Regions from separate parts of the Rattus norvegicus genome. Here region 2 is linked to region 1. Evidence: chromatin contacts called from public Hi-C data. All regions are on one chromosome and are shown on one strand. The core of a region is the stretch at or near the end of the contact, and the rest is flanking DNA. Distances in the headings are between cores, read along the strand shown. Region 1 overlaps Uqcc1 (ubiquinol-cytochrome c reductase complex assembly factor 1). Region 2 holds the start of Uqcc1 (ubiquinol-cytochrome c reductase complex assembly factor 1).

Region 1 (6,005 bases), core at 359-2,858:
TTGTGTGTGTATGTGTGTGTTGTGTATGTGTGTGTTGTGTGTGTGTGTGTATGTGTTGTGTGTATGTGTGTGTGTGGTGACCTATGCCATGGAGAGCGGAGGTCAGAAGTCAGTTTGCAGGGCTCAGTTCTCTCCTACCATGTGGGGTCCCAGCAATGTAAGCAGGGTCGTTGGGTTCAGCAGTTTTTACCCACTGGGCCGCCCCATGGCCCTTTCTTTTATTGAGATAGACAGGGTTTCACGCTGTGGCTCAGGACAACCGTGCCTCAGCCATGCCTGGCTTTTTAAATAATGGTGTGTTTTAACTTATTTTATCAAAAGGACAAAAATCATTCCCAAAGAGCAGTCTTCCAGGGAAGAGCGAGTCCCCTCCCTGCACTCATCTGTCTAACCCTTTTCTTTTTTTTTTTTTTTTAATTAAAAAAGTGTTTACATGGGGCCTTTAGGTTTGGAATTGCTTGATACTGTAGCATCACTGCTAAATAAGTGCAGCTGAGGCTAGCCCAGCGGGGCCCTTTTGGTTGGGCTAGCACTGACAGCCAGTGGCTCAGCTGTCCGTTCACTCTCAGTTATGAACCAGGTGCACACAGGCACTGCACGGCAGTGCACAGTGAGTGACCTCCCAACTCAGCAGCCACTCTGTGCAGCTGCAGCCAACATCATCGATCACAGTCCGGAAGGAGGGTGAGACAAAAACCACCTCAGTGTTTTTGAGAGGTGCCAAGTTTAGAGAGGACACCATCAAGAGCAACCTGGAAAGCCTGCAGGGGTCTGGGGGAGAGGGGCAGGGAGGCGATACTCGAGAGGGTTAAGATTCCTTTAGTCAGCACAAGAGGTCCAGGTACAGGAGAGAGTGGGGTCCCTTCAGATAACCCCAAGCGACTCAGGGTGCTCAGGGGAGAGATGGATGAGACCTGTAAAAGCAGGCCGGGATGAGTGGGAGTCAACCAAACAGCCTGTGGCCTATCGAGTACCTGAGTTTTATCTTGAAGATGAGAGGGCCCAGTGTGGCAACCGACACAGGTGTTGGTGAATGAGGAGCTTTGTGGAGAGTTGCTGGATCCTAGCACTGAATGCTGTGGATATAATCTATGCGCAGGGACTCAGCTAGGCTTTGTGTGAACTCAGAACCTAAGGAAGGTGGGCAAGGGTACCGGCACGGTCGCAAATGACCTTTAAAGTTGCGAGCAAACTTTGAGGTTCCAGGACAGGAAAGCAAGCCCAGTAGCTAAGCTGGTGCTGCGGGTTGGGATCTGTGGCTAGGGAGCTGCCCTGGGCAGCAAATGGGTTAACGCTCAAATAACTTTTATATATGAATTAATGTGCAGAGTTAGGAGCCAAAATCTGTTCCATTAATTTTTCCATCCATTCCAGGAGCAGTTAGGTACACACAGTAAAGTTTATTTTGGTGCATGGCATACCTCAGTCCATTAAAAATAAATTAATCAGCAAATCCCTGCCTGGCTCGCCTCTGGTTTATGTAAATAGTGCCCAGATGTAATGAGTTACAAGGTGCTATTATCTCATACCCACAGAGGACGCCTCACTCCAGAGCCCCGCTTGCAACAAAAGCATCTTAAATAAACTGAGAAGGCGGCTTGATTTGTAATGTTTTCACAGAAGTGGCGCATACCTCACAGTATAGGGTTTCTTCATATGACTCATTTTATAGCAAGTTCAATGAAGGAAGCTGGGAGGGGGAAGGGAGGGGCGAGACGGTCCCCACCCCCATTCCTCAATTTCAGAAAACCTTCCAAGAGATGAGCCAGACTCAGAGAAGAGAGACCAGGCCCCTCGAGTGCCCAGATCCAGCTCCCATTACAGCACATGCTTTAGAAGCTGGGGAGGCTTGCGATGGTACCAACATGCCAGGAGAATGTTCTCTTTATCACACTATCTCATGTGAGGGGGGCCACGTGAGGAAAGAGTGTGTGTTCCCTCTGCACTTCACCGTGGGTGACAAAGGGACTTTTGTTCTTTCTAAATGACTTAGGATGTGACAAGCCCCTTGGTCCTCAGAGACCTCCTGGATCCCAGAGAACATGCCTGGCAGACTGTGCCTTGCCTAGACAGTGGCTCCTCTTGTGACCTGCAGACAGGAGCAGCAGGGAGCCCCTGACCTCCTCTCTTCCTCTTGCTGCCTCTAGCTGAGCTGGAGTTATCTCCTGAGCTTGGAGAATCCACAGTCTCACCTACGCCTTTCTTTTCTCTTGGTTTTTCAAGATAAGGTTCCTCTCCGTAACTCTGGCTCCCCTGACATTCACTCTGTAGACCAGGCTGGCCTAGAACGCAGAGCATCACCTGCCTCTGCCTCCCGAGTGCTTGGATTAAATACATGGGCCACTACACTGGGCTTTACCTATGTTTCTAAGAGACCTTGGAACAAAGAAAAACCATGGCAGAAATAAATCTCTCTTTTTAATGGCTACTTCAACCCCATGGCTCACAGATGGGGAACAGTATATGGTTACCTGCATTGACTTAGGGACATTACAAACTGCTCCAGGCACAGGGGGCCCTGGGTGAAGGCACCCCCTTTTTAACCTACCCATCCCTTCCTCAGCCTTCAGATAAAGCTCTCAGTCACGTGTGCTGCTGAAGGGGCGTGGGAAGTGTGCTTGGGGCTTCTCTTGAGGGAGGGAAGGTATCAGAAGAGCAAGAGGATCTCCCAGCAGCACCCCCACCAGATCAGACTCCTGGGCTCAGGAAGGAGAAACTCAGCACGAATGGACCGAGTGTTCAACAGGTGCTGTTCAAAAGTCAGTCCAGGCTGCCTTCTTCAGGGTCCTGGGGCAAACAGGCACTTCTTCCATGGAGGTTCCTCAGAGCCAGCCAACCGGCTGGCTGTCCGAAGGGACCAGTCTGTCAAAGACCTTCATCATTGTAAGTAGGAGCATGGGGCTTCAAGATGCTTTGTGGATTTTTCTCCACCAGAGGGCGCCATCTCACTTCCCCTGTCAGCAGCAGATCCTCCCCGTTCATGGAGTCCAGGTATTGCATCTGCAAGTAGAGAGGGGACAGAACAGAGGATAGGTGCTCACTCGAGGGAGACACAGCCTCCACAAGGAGAAGAGAGGGACAGGAATGATGGTGGGGGTTATCTGACTGTCCAGATCCAAGGTTACTACATAAAAAAAACTTGGAGAAATAATTACCCAGGGCGGCGGTTCTCAACCTCTGGGCCACGATCCCTTTGGGATCAAATGATCCTTTTGCAGAGGTCGCATATCAGACATCCTACATATCAGCATGTCAGATATTTACACTATGATTCTTAACAGTAGCAAAATTACAGTGATGAAGTAACAAGGAAGCAATTTTATGGTTGGGGTCACCACAACATGAGGGACTCTGGTATTAAAGGGTCACAGCATTAGGAAGGTTGAGAACTACTGGCCTAGTGACTCGCACTGTCACACATCTCCGCTCCGCCCACTCCAGATGAGGGACATTAACCACTGCTACACCCCCATCACAAAGTTCTTGCAGGCCAGGAGTTTGAGCGAATGACTGTTACTCCCTGCCCTCCACTGGTGGCACTGCACCGAGAGCAGCTGGAAATGTGTGTCTCATGGGGACCGGGGGTGGGGTGGGGTGGGGACACAGCAAGGTGTATGCAAAACACCACACGCCAGCTGGTTTTCTAGTGTCTGTGACTCCACTGTCCTTTAGTAGCCCTGTGGCTGCCCAGTGGGCTGTTTGCCTGGCCCCATTGGGCAGGCTCCCTTACAGAAGAGGACGGAAGACTGGGGGCGTCATCTTAGGTCTTGGATTGTCCCCTCTTCAAAGAGCTCACTGCTCCAGTCGCGTCTTACGATGCCTCTTGAACTTAGCCCCAGCCTCACCCGAGAGGTCCAGGTTTGCCAGGGAAGCAGCTCAACTGAAACAGAGCCCCGCCTCTTTCTGGCTCCTCTGCTCCTCCCTCCAATGCCACCATTTTGCCTTCCTCCCAGGTGGGTAGCCTCGACATAACTGCAGACATAACTGCTTATCAAACAGTAGCAGGTGTGTAGCGCCAGAGACTGCTCAAGACTCAGCGTACTGGGCTGCCATGACACTCCTCTCCTTGGTCTTCCCCAGCACCCTCCTGAACCTGGGTCACACGACAGGCTGATTGGCTGCCTGTGACCTGTCTGGGTCCTGGAGGGGAGGACTGACACAGCAGGTCCTCAAGGCATGGCCGAACTGGGTCCCCATCAATAGCTCCTTGCTTTCTTAGGGCCACTACTGCCCACTTCTAATGGTTCCAAGTGAGACTATTCACAAAGACATTAGTTATGGCAAACTCTTCCTTCTGGGCCCCTGGGAAGGTCCTAGCTGTCATGGCCTTTGGCACAAGCCCACTAGGCCAAATGGGAAAATTGGGTGGGTCTCAAAAAAAAAAAAGTATTTACTTTGCCAATTTCAATCCCTGTCCGAGAGTGAGGCTCTCCAGCCGGAAGTGCCTTCTCCCTGGCTTTGGCAGATCTCAAGAACTGTCTAACGGCAGTCTTGACTTCAGGAGTTCCCTACCATCTGTCTGTCAACAGCTTCCGCATGTCTGCCTTTCTGCAGGCAACTAGCTGGTCCTATTTGCCCTGTCTGCTCTAGAGCTGGGGTCTAGCCTTCCCTTTCCTGGCTGTTGGAGGCTAGCAAGGCCATGGGGGTGAACTCGGGAGTTACTGTGGCACGATGCCCCTCCTACCCCACAGGCTGAGTCCACAGGCGTGGCTCACGAACAGCCCGATCCGGTGAGCTGTCTGCAGCAGCTGTGGCCTCTGGTGGTTAAATGATTCACCCAGCTTGGGGTCTGAGGCCAGTCATGCAGGCTGAACCAACTGCGAGACCCCGGAAAAGCCTCCACGGGCCACCTCAGGATGAGTGAGTTCATTCATTCAGCAGGCATTAGTTTCCTACCCAAGCAGGTCTGGGGCAAGAGATCAGGAGTTAATTCACATTATTAGCCGTGCTCAAGGAGTCCTTCCGAAAGAGCTCCCTGGAAGCTTTAGAATCAGGAGCCCTGAAAAGTCAGGAGTAAGGCCCTGACCGGGGGACCCCGATCGATAGTGAAGAGCGGCCAGTGGGGAGAGCTAGAGATGTCTGTTAGGTGTTGCCTGAAGCCTGGCTCTGCTACATGTTAGGAGCGGGGAAATCTACGAGTACACAATGGGCATGGTGGGTGTCACTATGCCTCCTGCCAGCTTCCAGGACTGAGGGCGTGGTATTTAGCACAGCCCCCAGCCCCCAGCCCCCAGCCCCAGCAGTAACGAAACAGCGAATGAATAGCCATGGCTTTCTGAAAGCAGATTGAGCTTTCTTTCCTCTCTGTCCCCATCCCTAGGATCCTTGGCCCCGTCACAGCTGGACACGGACACGCTCTTTCTTTGTTTTTTTCTCCCCAAGAAAGAAACAGTCTTGAAAAGACAAGAGAGTCCTGGAACTCTCTATGTAGGCCAGGCTGACTTTGAACTTAGAGATCTGTCTGCCTCTGCCTCCCAAGAGCTGGGATTAAAGGCATTGCCACTACGACTGAGCTGAAGACGTTCATTGACAAGCTAGGCCTGGTGGCTCACAGGTAAAGGCAGGAGGATCGGGAATCAGGGCCAGCCTGGGCTACAGGAGAGAAACCTTGTCTGAAAGAAAGAGAAAGAGAGCCGGAAGGAAGGAAGGAAGGAAGGAAGGAAGGAAGGAAGGAAGGAAGGAAGGAAGGAAGGGAAAGGAAAGGAAAGGAAGAAAAGGAGGGAGGGAGGAGCCCTGTTTTCGGCAGAGCGCTTGCTGCTTATGAGATTGGGTCAGAATCCCTTAAACTAGCTCCTGGTGTGTTCCTCTTATCACCTGCCAAGGTGCTAATGGCATACACTCAGGAGGATGCAGATGCCGCCATGTTTGCACAGGGAGAGAGATGGTGCTGACCTGTTTCCTCACATACTCCACCAGCAGTTCAAGCTGCCGAGGGTCTTCACATTTTTGATTGAAGAAAGTTCTCCAGAGAGCAGCAGCCAGGCCGTGATCATCTGAAAGGATCC
Region 2 (5,617 bases), core at 924-3,423, 92 kb after region 1:
TTGGTACTGAGGAGGTGAGGGGGGATCGGAAGTTCAGGGCCATACCCAAGCTCAAGTCCAGCTGGGATATTTGACACGCTATCTCAAAAGAAAAAACAATCATCATAGAAACATAGTTTACATTACTGAGTCTCTGATCAAACCAAACAACAGTCGCTGACTTAAAAAACTCCGGAGTCACTGGGTGGTGGTGGCACATGCCTTTAATCCCAGCACTTGGGGGTGAAGGCAGGTGGATCTCTATAAATTCGAAGCCAGCCTGATGTACAGAGTAAGTTCCAGGACAGCCAAGGCTACAAAGAGAAACCCTGTTCACACACACACACACACACACACACACACACTCTCACACACACAGTGAAACTCTGGTGTGTCAGTGAGAGAGCTCACTGGGGAAAGGCAGCCCCATGACCTGGATTTTATCCCTGGGACCCAAAAGTTGTCATTTAACCTCCATATTCAGTGTGGCATGTGTGCCCAGGCATGTGTGCATCCACACACATGAAGAAATAACTCCAGTCTCTGAGTTCAAGGTTAGCCTGATCTACAGGGCAATTTTCAGGACAGCCAAAGCTATAAAGAGAAACCCTGTTTCAAAAAACTAAGAAAGAAAGACAGAGAGGTGAATGGGGGGAGGAAGGAAGAAACCTGAGGTTCAGAAAAGTCAGATACTTAGGATTCTGTCTACAGCAAGTGGTGGAGCCAAGATTTCCACCAAGACTTTCCAAGTCTAGAGGGGATCACTTGAGTGTAGTACACAGCCTTGCAGTGCCCAGCCCAAATCCTCCTTCCAAGCAGGTGAGCAATGAACTACTTCGTACTGATTTCCACTGTGAACAACCCAGGGAGAGTTTTCATAGCTTCATCACGTTCTGTTACAATGTATAAGACGACCTCTGGGAGTAAGCATGTAAAAGAGATTTTCCTTATTTAACTGTGCATTTTTGTACCAAAAAAAAAAGGTTTTCTAGTTCACCCAAGTATCTGTCTTTAAAAAATAATTTAGGGCACAGCAGGAAATTCCTTATCTAGCAGAAAGGAGGTTTACCCGTTGCTGCACACACTCGCTCGCACACACAAGCCGTTGCACCTGTGCACACATGAATAACTTAGGACAGGTCAGTTGCCGTGTCCCCTGCCATCCTCAAGTCTCAATTCCACTTCTGCCTTAGTTAGCACCCGTAATGACTTCAGCAAGTGAACCACTCACTGGGTAACAGAAACATGTCTCTCTACCAAAAACCTCCAGAGGAGCGACTGAGGCAGCAACAGAAGCAGCAGTTAGAATCTAAGTAGAGGGTGTTGTGTGGAATGGCGTAGAACAACAATGAAAAAGAATGCATCGCAATAGTGTCTGCTAAATAAAACTGTCCTTGACCAAGTTCTGTAAATACCTGACTTAGATGACAAACTGCCCGTCTCTACATGACTAGGAACCGGTTCCTGCTGTCATTTTCTTAACTCGTCCTACAAGTTAGTAGTGACTCTAAAGAGGATTTAAGGCCAAATCTCAGTAGGGACGTGGACAGGGCAAGAGGATTAGAACCAGTCTAGACGTCTTTCCTTCTTCATTCATCCAACAATGTGGTGTTAGGTTGTGCCAAACAGTGTGCTGGGCAAAGAGAAAGCCACGGGGCTGTCTCTCCTGCAGCTTTTGCTCTAATAACTTATGCATGCCACTGACCTATACAAGTAACAACTCATTTAAAAACTCTCCACAACAAACTCGAAGAACCTCAGAATCCAAAGGGGACTGCAAGAGATAAATGTCCTTATTTTTAACATGGACCCGGGACCATCCAGTAACTTACTCAAGGTCACACTGCACACTGTGACAGACACCGACTGGATCCACCTCACCCCCTAAACCCCGACTCTAATCGGTGCCCCACGTGTTCTTATCCCAGAGAACGATCCTCATCACAGAAAGATCCGAGGTCACTACCTTCTAAAAGGTGGAGAAGCCAAGGCCAAAGCAGGGGTAAGGAGAAGTGGGAAGCTGCTTCAGTTTCCCTGGGGAAAGGCGACCACGCTACGGAGCTACAGCACAGGCTCCCCCGTTTCTCCCCTGCTCCTCCCGCCCCGCCCTCTTCAAGCCCAACCTGAGACGCGCCTGCGTCTCTAGAAAAGTACTCCTGCACTCACAAGGACTCGCACCAGCAACGCCATGTTCCTCCACAATCATTTCCGGGTGAAGGGTGGGCTTCCGGAATCCCGATTGTCACCACCCACTCAGCCTCTGTCCCCATGCTAAAGGTAGTCGAGCTCTGGCGCCGGCGCAGGCGTAGATGTCACTCTGCGCACCCGCGATTTTCCAGCGGTGGCTCTGAATGAGGTTCCAGGACGCGAGACACCTCGCCCGGCTTAAGTGCCTGCTGCGGGTCACAAGGGCTCACGTTCTTCCTCTACACAACCCCGGACCTGGCCTCACAGGTCCTTCTCACCCTTCGGTTAACCCCTTACAGCCATTCCTGACTCCACCCCCAGGAGACCACAAGGCTAAAGGGACCTCGGATGTTCCAGTAATTAAAAAGGGACGGGGAGTCTGAGAACCTAAGAGCACACAGTCCTGGAAAGGAGGTTGTCAGGTGCTGACCTGACGCTTAGCAGAAGAGAAAGAAGCTTGAGGCTTGTGTTTGGCTGGCTAACGCACCTTTGAATTGAGAGGAAAGAATTAGTAAAGGAATAGCCAAGCGTTGTGGCACACGCCTTTAATACCAGCAGATTAAAGAGGCAGAGAGACAGGCTGATCTCTGAGTTCGAAGCCAGCCTTGTCTACAGAGTTTCACAACAACCAGGAGAAACCCTTGTCGCCAAAAACAAACAAAACATAGTAATTGAGAAAGAAGGATGAGAGGAATTGCCTGTGGGAACGGGCAAGTGTATCATCATGGATCCCATGAAAAGCAGAAAAGAGAAAACATTGCTGCTTCTGTGACTGACCAGGAGCCAGAGCCTAGCACTTCCAGTCCACCAGACAATAAAGACCTACCGAGTATTCAGTATGCATTCACCGTGCACTGGATACCAGACAGGGTGTGGGTAACTCTGTGGAGCTTGTGAGCTGGTGGGGCAAGTATGGATAGGGTAGGTCTGGGTAGACAACTGGTAAAAATTAATTAATTAATTAATTAATTAATTTAAAAAACACCCTGACATGAAGGAAACAATAAATAGCTCATAAAAACAATATGGGCAATATAGTCTTAGTTGGATAACGCCTATAGGTGGAACTGACAAGTAAGATGAGGTTCAGGGTGATCCTTTCCCCCCTTTCTCCCTTTTAAATAAAATTTGGTGTAGCCCAGGCTGACCTCAGGCTCTATGTAGCTGAGGCTGGCCTTGAAGTCCAGATCCTCCTGTGCCTTCATCTCCTCACTGAGAGCCAACTGACTCTGCCTCCCCGACGGCCACTCCACCTAGCAAAATTCTGTGTATTTACCCAGTTTCTGGTTTCTAAATGTTTGCGTGTGAAATGACTAAGCTTGTGACAGAGCAAGACAGCAGAGAGATTCCGCCATCCTGTATTCCTGCTGAGGCCATTTCAGGTTTAATTAGAATTTGATCTCCTTGATGGAGAATCCTGTGGAAAATTACCCAGATCTATTCTAGGAACCCAAGGTCAAGATGCTCTAGTTAACCGACTTGGCCCCTGCTTGTGCAAACCTCCCCCTCCAGCTAACTGCTTACCTCAGCTTCTGCTAAACTGCTTGCTTATGTGAAGACCCCTGTAGCTGCCAAGAAAGATACCAGGAAGTGGTTTCTGCCTTTAAAAAAACCCATGCTCTGGGCTAGAGAGATGGCTAGGTAGTTAGGAGCACTGACAGCAAATACTGCTTTTCTGGAAGACCAAGTTCTTTTCCCAATACCCACAGAGGGTCTTACAACCACTTGCAATTCCAGATCCAATGGAGATTTGATGCCTGTGGCTTCCATGGGCACCTGCTTACAAGTGTAAGCATATATATATATATTGGAGCCAGGAATGTTTGGAACTCACTTGTAATCCTAGAACTCAGAAGGAAGAGGCAGGTGGATCTTTGTAAGTTTGAGGCCAGCCTGGTCTACAAAGTCAGACCCTGTCTCAAAACCACAAAGGAACTATGGGGTCAGAGCAAAGGCTCTGTGGGTAAAACTGCAGAAGCCTGATGATGAGGGTGTGACGATCCTCAGAATATACATGAGAATCTTGGTGGGCGGTGCATGTCTGTATTTCCAGCACTCCTACTGTGAGGTAGGAGGCGGAGACAAAAGAATCAGCAAGAAGTTCCTGTGGGATTCACAGTGTTTGCCCTCTGACCTCCAGGAGTTCACCAGGGCGCATGCGTACCCTCACTCACACACACTCGAAACAAAATGTTACCCAGACCAATGTCCGGGAGCTTCAGGCCTAACGTTTAAGTCTTCAATAAACTTTGCTTTTGTTTTGAAACAGGTTTCACACTGTGTGGATAAGGCTGGTTTCAAACTCACCACAGATCTACCTGTCCCTGCTTCCTGAATGCTGAAGTCATCAATAAATCTTGAGTTGATTTTCGTCTGTAGTATAAAGTAAGGATCTAATTACGTTCTTTTCCATGTTGGTATACAGTTGTCCTAACATGTTCTTCCACCATTTTGTGGAGTGTGTGTGTGTGTGTGTGTGTGTGTGTGTGTGTGTGTGTACAGTGTTCATCAGACTAAGAAATAATGATTCTCAGTTTGATGAGTTTGTTGATGTGTGCATGTGCCTGTGTGTGCCCATGTATATGGAAACCACAGGTGGACATCACATGTCTTCCTCAATCCCTCTCCATGTCGTTTTGCAATTATTAATTTATTATCACGTGTGTGTGTGCCAGTGTATGTAGGCATGTGTTCCACAGAAAATACACAGAGGTTAGAGGCCCTTACCTCAGTTATCTTTAGTCTTAAAAGTTCTTGGGCTGGAGAGATGGCTCGGCGGTTAAGAGCACTGACTGCTCTCCCAGAGGTCCTGAGTTCAAATCCCAGCAACCACATGGTGGCTCACAACCACCTGTAATGGGATCTGATGTCCTCTTCTGGTGTGTCTAAGACAGCGACATACATAAAATAAATAAATAAATTTTTTTTAAGATTTATTCATTTATTATATATAAGTACACTGTAGCTGTCTTCAGACACACCAGAAGAGGGCATCAGATCTCTTAACAGATGGTTGTGAGCCACCATGTGGTTGCTGGGAATTGAACTCATGACCTCTGGAAGAGCAGTCGGGTGCTCTTAATCGCTGAGCCATCTCTCCAGCCCAAATAAATCTTAAAAAAAAAAAAAAAAAAAAAAAAAAAAACTTCTTTAAGGCAGGTATAGTAGAAGCACGTGTTCAAAATCCCAGCCCGAAGAATGCTGATGCAGGAGGCGTGCTGTGAGTTCAAGGCCAGTCTGGACTTGTATAGTGTGAAATCTTGTCTGTCTCAAAAACAAAACAAAACAAACACCAAGTGATAGACTAATCTCAGAGTACATCATATACTTTTATAAAAACGTCTTTATAAAACCCAATATCATGTATGATAAACATACACCAATACAGTTTTTTCAGAAATTAAAAAATGCATAAACCTTAAAAAAGAAAAACAGCCAGGAGGTGGTGGCC

The links. A called contact is a pair of places that touch in the nucleus more often than the background predicts.
Region 2: a contact with region 1 is called in a Hi-C map of the A7r5 cell line, with 2.7 times the contacts expected there. The contact joins the promoter of Uqcc1 here to the enhancer-like site in region 1. A contact is called at or near these places in 10 of 12 Hi-C or Micro-C datasets (the A7r5 cell line, the Rat2 cell line, Schwann cells and 6 more) and 1 of 1 datasets of contacts at active chromatin or transcription factors (oligodendrocytes).

The regions. Positions count from the first base shown.
Region 1 is chr3:164,812,018-164,818,022 of GRCr8, forward strand. It overlaps Uqcc1 (ubiquinol-cytochrome c reductase complex assembly factor 1), which reads right to left. Exons shown (of 10, transcript NM_001109446.2): 9 at 5,893-6,005; 10 at 2,406-3,000. The coding sequence ends at 2,866. Among named protein-coding and RNA genes, the nearest start is that of Fam83c, 15 kb to the left of the region's middle. Within about 2 kb of position 1,609, at least 2 of the 93 cell types and tissues checked have an H3K27ac peak or open chromatin away from gene starts, as enhancers often do. A contact at or near this core is called in the A7r5 cell line, where this site is marked.
Region 2 is chr3:164,903,605-164,909,221 of GRCr8, forward strand. It overlaps Uqcc1 (ubiquinol-cytochrome c reductase complex assembly factor 1), which reads right to left and starts at 2,174. Exons shown (of 10, transcript NM_001109446.2): 1 at 2,146-2,174. The coding sequence starts at 2,169.